2 separate regions of the Drosophila melanogaster genome follow, and region 1 is linked to region 2. Evidence: chromatin contacts called from public Hi-C data. All regions are on one chromosome and are shown on one strand. The core of a region is the stretch at or near the end of the contact, and the rest is flanking DNA. Distances in the headings are between cores, read along the strand shown. Region 1 holds the start of CG31710. Region 2 holds the start of Pez (Pez,).

Region 1 (5,880 bases), core at 174-2,673, 3.4 Mb before region 2:
TAATTAATACTTAATTGCATACGAAAATGAAATCGAAAGTTCCCTTTCGAATGAGCTAGCGAAAACTACTTGGCAGCCATTCAATAGTGCTGTTTTTTTTTTTTTTTGCTTATCTCGCAGCGGACTTTGTAATGTGGGAGACCCCTCCAAGATATTCTCACATATGCACGCGCATGTATTCAATATTGCATCGCGGGAACTTAAAAATAGCATCTTTAACGAGGTCATTAGACGGGGGAAGGCAGCCTGCACATAAATATTCCATCCAAATTGAGCATAGAAATGGCCAAAGGTGGAACAAGTGTGATGCAAAGAGAAGATTCTGCTGGAGATGATCTATTCTCGGCCTGAAAGGGCAGTTCCTTCTCGCTCCATGAGTCACTGACAGATTCATTTCTATGTACCAGAAGTTCTTGAGTTATTTCAAATCGACACAAGGTTAAAGTTAGATGGCTTTCAAGATTGTTCTATTTAAGTTTAGCATGTAATTGCCTTACATATATGTGAACTTAATTAATGGAGTAAAGAAGATGCACTTTGTACTACACAGTGACTCACTAGATCGGATCATTCTCTTACAATCCTTCTTATTCAAGGGTTTAAATCAATAGTTTATTGTTTGATACTTACGTTCTCCTGAGATGTGCATGCTCGAAAAGATTTTGACTTCTCCCCCAGCATCGCGAATGGATTCGACCAGATTGACATATTCCTTTCTCAGACTAACGTCTTGGCATCTGTAAAATGAACAAATGTTGATGTTTAAATCATTGTCGTATCATTTATAGAACAGAAACCCCTAACATCATATCCAACTCGATTCCACTCATTAATATACCCATTTTTCACCCATTTACGGATGTAGGTGCCCGTATCTATTGCACTTTCGCATTCCACGGCCCGTTTAAATGGCGCATAGCAAAGTGCTGGATCATGGCACGTGATGGGCATAATCCGCATTGAATAAGGTGTCAAGTTTAACTGGAAATAGTGGGTTCACCTCGTCACTCAACCCCACCAAAGGGGGTCATCACACACATTATACTTGGACCCCATAATTTGCACTTAAGATTCTCAGAGAGCATGAAGTCACTAGACGAGCAATGAAAGTGCGACTGCCATAAAAAGTAAGTGCAGTTCAAAAACCCCATCAGAATGAGCATTTATTTGTGCAGGTAAAAAAAGTTAGAATAAGAATCAGCAGAAATTCGAATGAAAACCATACAAAAAATGAAATTTCAATTATCATTTTTATTGACGACAACAAACCGCTTTCAGTTTGCTTGGAGAGATTGCGAGCGAACGGATCGAAATATGTGGAGTGTGGACTTTATTCCGAATGCGATCCACAACACGTGTGGCTGAGAAGAGAGCGGCTGTCTTCGCATCGAAGAATTAGTTGCAAAGCGGCTTTTTTGCGGGCAACATCGAGCGATTCGAGGGACGGAAAATCGAAATCCGAAACGAACCGGAGAAGATTGCCACGCGAAAAGAAAAATTGGTGCTAAGACCCCGCTAAAAAAAAGATCCAAACAGCGCCATCGAAACCGCAAAAGAAAAGTGCACAAAACACAACGCATAAAAAGATAATACAAAGGTGTGTTTTCTCCTCCGCAGAGTGAAAGTTGCAAAAAGGTTTTATATCTACATATAACAAAAATGCTGCCTCAGTGCAGATGAAATCTCAAATAGACTCTCAAAAAGTCCCGCTGACAGTTTAGTTCAACGTTTTATCCCCGCTGACTCAGCAGAAGGCAATGCAGATACAAACGTATCTGCTACCTGTGTTCAGATACTTTTTCGCTCATCCGTTAACCGCAATCTGCGATGAACTGCGAGCCATTGTGTTGTAGATGCTGCTGCTGATGTACCTGCAATTTTAGCCGCTACTCATGTTGCTGATGTAGCTGCAATAGCTGTTGCTGCTGCTGCTGCTGCGTGACAACGATTGCACAATGGAATCAATTGTTATAATGGAATTAGCGTGCACGAGGTTGGGCACAGCCGTGAATTGTCAGCCAGAAAAAGAGAGAGAGAGCTCGTTTTTAAGGAGAAATGGGAAAGAAAGATGGTGGCGGGGAAAGTGGGAACATGGGCAGCCCCAGATATCAGTACAAATGTGTAATTAAATGTGCGAGCAAAGACAGCACTATTTGAACTTGACAACTCAACGTATAATCTACAAACATTGTACTGCACTAAATATATTGAAAAAGTGCAAGACTAATGAATCCGGCAAGGTTAGCCCTCATTGCCCAATTTTGTGAGATCATTTGAGACCAACCTTAAAGGCAACGCCTTGATTTCAAAGCCTTTATGACTACGATCATTCCAAAAACAGCCAATTCATTGCTTACCCCATCAGTTGACCAAACAAAACCCAACCCGAGCACCCTTTAAAGCAAAGATCCAATAAAAGTGATTCATGGATACCCGTTTAGGGTATCAATATCGCTCAGTCAGACAAGCCCTTTCACTTAAGTTTTAATGGAAAAAGCCTTAAACTCTTCCTCTCTCTCTTTCATTCGCTTTTTTTTCGAATATTTCACAATGCAAATATATGTACGAAATATATAAACAATTGCATTTCGAGACAATATTTACAAGCGTGGCCAGCTGCGACAAAAAAACACCAGAAATAATCGCTTAAAGGGGGCACGTTTTTGATGCACAAGACATGTTGCAAAGCAAAACAAAGAGGGACTAGAAAAACTGGTTGGACACATGAATAATATACGTACGAAAAAAATAGAAAATCTACAAGATGGCAGGGAGTATCGGTGGGGGGGGGAGGGGGCGTATAAGAAAATGCTAAGTGCATTCGAGTAGCAAAAGAACTTGATAAGTTAGCTGGAAGTGGATCATGTTGCACGCCATGTGGAATCCATTCCCAGAAAATCCAAAGGGGGAGCTGTGTGGAAGCGAGAGTGTCCGCTTCAAAAAGTTGCCAGCCAAGTGATCCATAAACGGAGTGATTAAATAAATTAAAATTCTTTATTTTCTTGTTTATTGCTATTCTCCCGCTGCCGTTCCTGCTCCCTCAATCGCAATCTTCTTTCGCCCACAGCGGGTTCTAATAATTAGCACAAGAATTGGCTCACTGAGGGAATCATTTCCACACGGTTATATAAAGCTTATACTGTACCCAGCTTATTTACATCACAGTTTAGTTCAGTCCCCGTCATTTGCTAATCGAAACTCGTCTGGCAAAAACAGCTCTATAAAATAAGACCCGAAACAGAGCACGCAAATTCAGCTTGGAATTCGTCCATGAGCATTTACGTTTATATTTACGGATACGGATTAAATGGGTGAGGGACGAAACAAAGTCTCAGAAAGCTAAACACCATTTTTAACAATATTGTTAACTATAAAGTTATCTTGGCTTATCACAAACATTCATAGAAATGCTCTACATATTTTCCACAATCATTTGCTGATAATACTTTTGTTGTAGCCGGCAAAATTCCAGCTTATAGTAGTCACAAAATTTGAACTGCATGATTTCATTTTATGTGACTTAAATAAATATTCACATATTATGATAAAATGATTTCAAAATAAATACATTTACGTGACTTTAATTCGAAATATGTGTAGTACATTTTGAGGAACTTGATCACATTCCAGTCAAATATATGTCGATTTTTATATATTTATCGATTTGATGATCATAAAACGAAAGCAAAGAAACTCGAATCGTTGAATTATCTGTCCGAACCTCAACTCCACTTGACTGTACTACTTAACGCACATATCTTTCCACTCCAGTTCCTATTTAAGTGCAGGCCACTTAACACCGTCGAATTAAATCGAGTCAAATCAGGCGGATCCAAGATGCTCACCAGACAACCCGACTACACCATCTCCGAGCTGGGCCATCCCATCCATCAGTGGTCGGATTCGACCGCGTGCGAGTCCCTCAAGAAGCTGGACTACACAAAGATGCCCAGTTCTCCGCCATCACCACATCGCCTGCTGCCACTGAGGGAAACGTTGGACGATTGTTTCAAGCGCTTGACGATGAGGAGCAGAGAAGATTTCGAAGAGGATCCCGTATACCAGCAGAAATTGAGAAAGAATCAGTGCAATGAACAGCAGCGAAGGCGGTAAGGCAAATGGAAAACTTAAACAAAGCATTTCATAACAACATTTCCCCATCTTGTTTCTATTTGCACAATGGCCAAACTATCAGCAGCAATCAAAAATGTCGAGATAAAGCCCAGTCCGGAGCAACAACGACGACGACGACGACGACAACGATAGCGGCGAGCTGCGATTTAAACAATTTCTGAGATTAAAAAGAAGGAGGAAGAATACTTATGGGGGAAGCAACCTAAGCGGACTGACTAAAAGTGCTAAAATAAAACACCTTTTGCCTAGATCATTAAGTACATTAAATGTTAAGTAAAGAAAAAGCTATAGCACTTAATTTTCATTTAATTGCCAGCCACGCAGTTAGCATACAAAAACATATTCGAATGGAATTTCATCGGCCCATTAAAGTGTAAACAAATTGCGGAGAAGAGTAGTGAATAGAACAGAACAGAACTAAACAGGCTGGCAGCCAAAAATGGTGAGGAGACATTGGGGCAACCTTGATCATGAGCACGTCGCTATGGGGCCAACAAATTAATGCTCGAACGTGCTTTCTTTAAATGGCTAAACGCGTGCGATCGCAGCAGATCTCTATTCGCAGCGGAAGAATCTGCGATCTTCTAATGGTTATGGAAGTCCATAGTGGCAGATCTAGCAAATCTAGACCTTATCACTTGTGGAGATACTGTGCTAAGCCATACGAGTGAAATCACTGCGATATATTAGGTTGTAGTATAATAAGTTAAAAACTCTCTCTTAATAAAGAATAACAAACGCGTTCTCAGCTAAATTCTACACATAAATTCTATACACAAACATAAATAAATTGAAAACCACAGTCGCAGGCATAGCAAATCAATTAAAGCACAATCGATACAGTAATTAAATTGATTGCTCTTCTTCAGATTTTCTGAATTACCCCAATATTTGTATTCTTTCCGGCACCCAAAGCAGTCTGGTGACATGCGTTCCATATGGCGACACAAGCACACCAATTGCCATAGCACTCTCACACAATTTTGCCAAGTTGAAGGTTTCTAGTTATACTCGCGATCGTGCTCTTGATCTCCCGCTTGATTGGGCTTAATGTGTGCCCAGCTAGTAATTACTTCAATATACATAGATATATACGTTGGCTCAACCAAGTGTAACTCACCTAAAGAGGTTGTCCGAGATCAGCAGCGTTTCGATGGCCTGCGACTCGGCGGCTTGGAGGACATGTTTCTTTCCATAGAAGGCCTTGGCGGGCTCACATTGCAGCATCATGTAGAATTGTTCCAGGGCCTTGACCTCGCCAGCTGCCTTGGTGTCAGACATCTTGGCCAGCACGGCGGGATCCTGTAGAATTTCTGAAGGCAAGAATTTGACTTAGAACATATCTCTTCATAAGGGTAAATGGCTCACCTCTTAAGGAGTGCTTAAATCCCGAGGATGCGTGCACCAGCATAAACTTGCTCTTGTTGTCCAGCAGCAGCTTGTAATCCATTTTGACCGCCTGCTGGAACATGTAGTCATAGAACTGATCGCGCACGAATCCCGGCGACGCAATCAACACACACTTGACCACATCGAAGTTGACGTGCCGCAGGATGCTCTGCATAACCTGCTCGTAGAACTTGGCCAGTCCCTTCTCGTGTTGCTGGACACTGCCCTTGCGCTTGCGCGGTATGGAGACCTCAATCTTGCTCCGCACCAGGGTCATACTGGCGGTGATCAGGCAGACGTGTGCTAATCCCTCCTGCATCACAACGGCGGCTACATCCGCAGACTGTGTGGGATCGC
Region 2 (6,410 bases), core at 2,267-4,766:
GCTCGCTGGCCATGGTGGTACGTGTATGACTGCAAAAAAAGGGCACAGAATTCACGGCGCTTTAGTTTTCGCTTTGCATAACATTGGTCTAGCTCCATTTGCATGTCGCGCACTTTGGACACGCACTCTAATGTATTCCACGTATACCAGCGCTGGCGGCGTAGCATCGCCTGTGCGTCTAACGGTAGTCCGTCCGCTTCCGCACTTGTCTTAGCGGTGCAAGGTACCGCTCTAGCTGGATGTTCCGCCAGCGCCGCCGGTTGACATTGAAATCGCGCATCTGGTTTTAATCGATCGTACCTTGGGACGTTCCCGTTGCACTGACAACTACGACTACTCCGTCGATCACTTGCAGTGCTGCACTGGTGCAATTAAAGCTATGAATTCGATTGGATCCGCCTCTGTGGCGACGCAACGTGTGTTTCGCGTTAGGGAGCACTGCTCACTGACCGCCGGGAGCAACAGGTTTTATGCACGCGCTTATCGAATGCCGTCGCCGGTCGAGAGATATGATGAAAACGAGTAAAAGCGTTCGAAATGCGCTGTTCCCAAGCAAATACTCTTTGAGCGGCGCAAAATAACGAAATTTGATTTCCAATCACTCGATTAACACCTTTACCAGCCGTTGTTCCAGGAAATCGCCAATTGCACTAAGCAAAGGCTTTGGTACTTGTCAATGTGAAATCGGATTAAAATCATCCCAAACAAAATACATTCCCTTTCATTAGGATTCAGTTTATGAAGTACTTAAAGATTTTAATGTACATATACGGTTTGTATACGTTTCTTTACCCGAATTTATAAAAAAAAGCATAGGAAATGCAAATTGAGAGGGTTTACTTAAGCTAGAGTTTGGGTTTTGAAATGCACACTTGGAGTTCAATGAAATTCGCCCCGACTGCTTTGAGTTTTAACTAGTGCCGAAAGCATTTTTACTAGAACTCTCAACTTAAGCAGTTGGAAGTTTGAGCTGATCCCAGGTGTTATCTTTTGTTTTGTGGGGGCTTAAGGAGCTCTACTGAATTTTCACCTTGAATTCGGGTTTGACTTAATGCTTTAATGTTGCTAATGCGCCGCTACGTGCGTGAACTTTGTATAGAGTCGCGTAATAGTTCTTGTTGCTGTGGTCAGCAAAAGGCAGAAAATAAATATTAAACACATGCGAGGCATATGCAAATCGACGCCAGTATCGTCATTCTCGTCCGATTTCGAGGAAGGTATGTGTTCGACGCTCCCGATAACAACCAACACTGACAACAAGTGGAGGTGAACATAAAATTGGCGTCTTTTTATAGGTCACCCATGTGTGCTGTTCGATTGACGGAATGACGACAGCGCAATGATTAAATTGTGTTAGGAAGCACACATATATATCACGAAAACCAACAAATGTTCCAAAAATGTTAACATAAATTCGGTTTCTTTAGTTTTTTTTACGAAACAATAGATCCTAACTCGTTCAAATGTGTATATGTTTCCTCCAAAAACACTCTTTATTTGAGTGCTTCTTTTTCTAGTTTACGACTAAGTAGTTAATCTAAATGAATGAGATGAATGATCTTGGTTATTTCTGCTTAGCCATCTATTCAAACAAAGTTTACGATCTAGTCACAACAAACGCCCATCTAGTATCACCCTACACACTTGTAATGTGCGTGATAACGCTTAGAATCTCGCTTGGCATATGTGATTTTAAAATTCCCTAAACACGATGACACTCTCGAATTACTCGTCCGAATCGACGGAGAATTATAAAGTAAGCATGACTATGCATATTTATTTCGCGCCCAAGTGGCTTTCGTTATCATAAACCTAGTTTGGCTGTCTGGAAAGGATGAAATGTAACTCCGCGCTCACTTTAACCGAAGTCCATTAAATGTAATCCCATTACGGAACCTGCCCTTTTAATGGTTCTTTAATTGGAAGAACTAATAGTCTAGCTTTAATAGGTAGGTAACCCTATAATGGGGTGTCATAACATATAATATAATATATTTATTTAGTTTGTCTTTGAACTTGAATTTCAGAGAACTAATTTTTATCCATAAAAGTTCTTAGGAAGTGTACAACAATGTACAATTTTTATATTTTAACTGATTTATATATATGTAAATATGTATGTACGTACATACCTAGACTTGCAGTATCTCCTACTAAGTTCTTAGTTCTTTCAAAATGGAACGATTTTACAGAGTTCAGTTATACAAGGCAGCAAGAGTATACACACTTCGGCTTTTCGAACTAAGCCACTTTCAATTTCGTTGTAGTAAATTTTGATACTAGGATTTTGTTTACATCGTCATTAATGTGTGTGTGTTTAATTAGCATAAAACAATATATCGGTTGGCTTTTTTCACAAATTGTTTTTAATAAATTGGAAACTAAATGCAACGCCAACTCCAATTGGAAAATGTGTAAAGTTGGTGTACTTAGGATTTTCAAATGTTGATTTTTTGAATAAGGAAAGGCAGGTTAACGGAAATTAAGAACATAGCTTCGTCGCTCATATCGAGTGCTTACTGTACGGGAAGCAGACAGTCGACAGCTGTTCTCAGCGGAGAGCCACGAGCAGAAAAGTAACTTGATGGCCGATTGGCGACCCGAGTCGCGTTTTTGGTTATGCAATTCGGCCTACGACTCGGTTTGAGACGTGAAAGGCGGCGATACAGCGTGCAAATAGCGCAAATTAATAACAGAAGTGAATTAAATTAAATTACACGCAGCGCGGACGGAGTGAGCGAGAGCGCACTATCGCACGGGCGGCGGCGAGGCTGTGCGAGAGCGAGAGGGAGAGGGAGACTGGGCGAGCGCAGCAACAGGTACTGAACTTTAAACTCGCTCGCAGGGCTCTTCTGTGTGTGTGTGTGTGTGTGAGCGAGCGAGTGAGCGATACGGTTGCTCCATCATCTGTCCTCGTCGCTGCAACCTTGACCGCCAATGCAGCGCTCGAAATATCTAAGCAGCAAATTAATTATGGACTGGATTTCGATTTTGGTAATCGGGTTTTGCTTTTTGGATTTCGACAGTGCGTGGCCTTGTGATTCGGCTCCTCGAAACTCACCGATCGCGATCTCCGACTGCGCTGCTCCTAATCCTCTGTAGATAGACGACGATCGGTGGATGTGGATGTGGATTTGTGCCCCGTCTCTGGTGCTCTTCCTGTTGCAGCCCCTCTCAGCAGCTTGGCAGACGTCAAAGCCCTTGATTTAAATTCGCTTTATTCAGTTACGCAGCGGGGCGAAGCCACGATCTTAATTTTAATTCGCTTTATTCGATAAAACGTTGACGGAGGGCGGCAAGTGCAAAGGGGAAGTGACGACTACCACGGCAGCAGCAGTACTAAATTACTGAATTCCAGAGGGACCGTCGTCGAATCGCGGTGTGGATTTCTCAGTTGCGCGCACTTTCCAGCACTGGAGTTGGAACGGATAACAGAGCTATGCCAGCACGCCACCTATGTGTCCAGTAGCTCTGTTAAGTTTGATATTTTACTGTTCGCTAGAAACCGTTATTCTCTTGCTGTGTACAACGAAGTATTCGTGTGTATCAGTGGTTTTAATATCTTTAGGAATTTTATTTAATCACTGCTGACTGCATTGTTATATATTTTAAAATATAAACTGTTTTGTTTCAGTTACATATTTCTTGGTTGCACTTGTTTTCTTTAACAGAACTAAACCTATTTTCTTGCAGCCCACTGCGCAAAGACATACCGATAGTCAATGCCGCCTATCGATCCATTCGATGCCAGCCACCGAGATACTCAGTCAGCACCTGCGTATCGATATCAGCACTTCGGTCTCTTCGTTTTATTTCTCGTGAATTCCTTTATTTATTGTCGTTAACTGCCCAATTACTATCTTTAACTTTACTTAACCAATACGCGCAGTGCTCTGGTTTGCGTGTCTAATCAGCTGATTCAAATCGGCTAATTCCAATTGAGCAATTTACTCCCCCAAAAAAAACCTGTGGTGTCGATGGTGCTGCCGTTTTAGCCACTTTTGTGAGCCCAGCGGAGCCCCGGTGGAGCAAAATAGTCGAAAAATGCCATTGAAATTCTTGAAAAAGTGTCGCCAGTACAATGTTACGTCCAAGAGTTTGTTTGTTATATCAGTGCATCACCTGCTGGGTGAGTAAGCCCCACATTCCTAGAGGCGCTACGCCCCCCACAACAACAACAGCGACAGCAACGACAACAACAACAACAGCAATAGCAACAGTGGAGACGAGACAATAGAAACAACAAGAAATCGGTGACAAAGCCACAACTTAACAGCTGCCGTCTGCCATTGCAATTGGGATTATTTAATTGGGAATGTGCACAACGATTGTCATGCGGCGCCCACTTCCAGTTTAGCTGGAATTCGCCTTCCAAGGCACAGACCACAAAAATGCCTTCACTTGTTGCATTCTAGTTAACAGTCGCTGAGTTAACAGAGGCGCACAGGACACATAACAGCGACCGTTAATTCTAAAACTAACAGACTGCCTATGAGAACTTCCTAACTTTGCGTACTTCACATTTTGTATATTATTTACTCTCGATTTTGGGCTAAACAAAAGCATGTTTTGTAGTTCTTATACACTTAACCGAATGTACTTATTTGGCAAGCGAACTGAAGACCTTGACTCAATTAAAACCACCCAAATTTCTCCAACCATCAGAAAGGTTTTAGACATTAGGCCTACGTTTCGTTAGTTAGGAAATACGACAGATGAGAGAAGCCAATTGAGCGGCGCCGCCACAATTTCCGTCCATAAAACGTATAAGGTCTCGAAAGAGATTATAAACTTTATTTGCATATTTGCGCGTGCGACGGGCAGGGCCAAATTGTTGTTGTGCGGCGAATTTAGAGTGCTTGGAGCGACTTAGGCCGATGTTTGAAGCACGTTTTCACTCTTACCTACATTGCAGACACATCCAGCACAGTGGACTGCACGATCAGCTCGGAGAGCAAGGGACAGGAGTGCCTGGACAACGTTTGCCAACGTTTGCTAATCCAGCAGCCGGAGTTCTTTGGACTGCGCTACCTGGTCAAGGGCAAGGACAAGGAGGACGAGTTCAAATGGATCGACCTGGAGCGCTCGCTCAGTCGGCAGCTGGAGAAGTATGCGGCGGGCCCCAAGATCTACTTGCGCGTTCGCCACTACGTGACCACTGGCGTGCGCCACTTGAGCGACGAAGCCACGCGCTTTTACTACTTTCTGCAGCTGAAGAGCGACATCTACGAGGGCCGCATCGCCTGTGACATCCGCACGGCCATACTGCTGGCGCTCTACTGCCGCCAGGCGGAGTACGATAGCTACCAGGGCGACAAACAGAGCAAGGACTATCTGAAGAAGTCGCTGGTCCTGCCGCGCAACATGCAAGGCCTGGCCAACGATGACAGCATGCTGGAGGGACTGATCGTGGAGGTCCTGCAGCAGCAGGCGGGCATTGCACATCTGAGTCAGAGCCAGGCGGAGGAGATGTACATACAGTGCTGCCAGCAGCTGGAGGGGTATGGGGAGGAACGTTTCGCCGCCAAGGACACGCTCGGCAATGATTTGTTGCTGGGCCTGGCCATCAACGGGATGGTGGTGAACGCGGACAACGGTCGGCAGTATTTTCCATGGAAGGAGTTCCACACGGTGACCATCGACAAGCGAACGATTAAGATCGAGCAGAACAAGCTGGATGGTGGCGGCAGCATCGTGGGAAGCTTTATATTCAGCGAGGCGGACACGGCACGTTACTTCTGGAAGCTCACCATTAGCCAGCATAAGTTTTTCAAGCGCTATATTGACACGGCCACGCCCTCGAGCCTGGGAAGTGGTGCGGATGCGGAGAGTGGTCCGTTGGGCGTTGACAGCGTTGGTTATGTCGACTACGATTACAATGAAGCGGCGGCCGCCGAGCAACTGCAACAGCATCATCAGCAGCAGCAACATATGCAGCAGCAGCAACAGATTCAGCAGCAGCAGATGATTTCCTCCAACATTTCGCTGGCTACCAGCGCTAACCAGATGTTGGGACAAAGCAGCTCCTGCCTGGATTTGAGCAACAACAACCTGCACAGCAGCAGTGGCATGTTGCACCACGGAGGCAGCAACAACAACAATAACAACGATGAGCGGGAGCGCCTCAAAGCCATGCTGCCCACATACCGCCCGGCACCAGACTATGAGACGGCGGTCCAACTAAAGTACCGCACACCATCGGCGGAATTCCACAATGTGGCACTGGCAATGGCCGCGCCCGGAAATGCCTACTATGCGGGCTCCCAGCCTGATGTACACAATCCAGGCATGCACAACGAGAACTTACTGTATGGTCATATGACTGCGCATCGTTATCCGGACGTGGCCCAGCCGGCGGCTGCCCTACACCACCACATCAACCTGTACCAGGCACAGCATCAACCGCAGTC

The links. A called contact is a pair of places that touch in the nucleus more often than the background predicts.
Region 1: a contact with region 2 is called in a Hi-C map of the Kc167 cell line, with 4 times the contacts expected there. A contact is called at or near these places in 4 of 107 Hi-C or Micro-C datasets (the Kc167 cell line, embryo, eye imaginal disc and 1 more).

Annotation. Positions count from the first base shown.
Region 1 is chr2L:9,701,497-9,707,376 of dm6, reverse strand. CG31710 reads left to right here and starts at 1,423. Exons shown (of 3, transcript NM_001273365.1): 1 at 1,423-1,597; 2 at 3,772-4,109; 3 at 4,196-4,935. The coding sequence starts at 3,838. The coding sequence ends at 4,295. pelo (pelota) reads right to left here. Exons shown (of 5, transcript NM_057634.5): 2 at 5,503-5,880; 3 at 5,255-5,447; 4 at 631-737.
Region 2 is chr2L:6,335,777-6,342,186 of dm6, reverse strand. It overlaps Pez (Pez,), which reads left to right and starts at 3,516. Exons shown (of 8, transcript NM_001273198.1): 1 at 3,516-3,539; 2 at 3,694-4,129; 3 at 4,916-6,410. The coding sequence starts at 4,045. It overlaps Cpr (Cytochrome P450 reductase), which reads right to left and starts at 3,351. Exons shown (of 7, transcript NM_057810.4): 1 at 3,062-3,351; 2 at 1-29. The coding sequence starts at 13.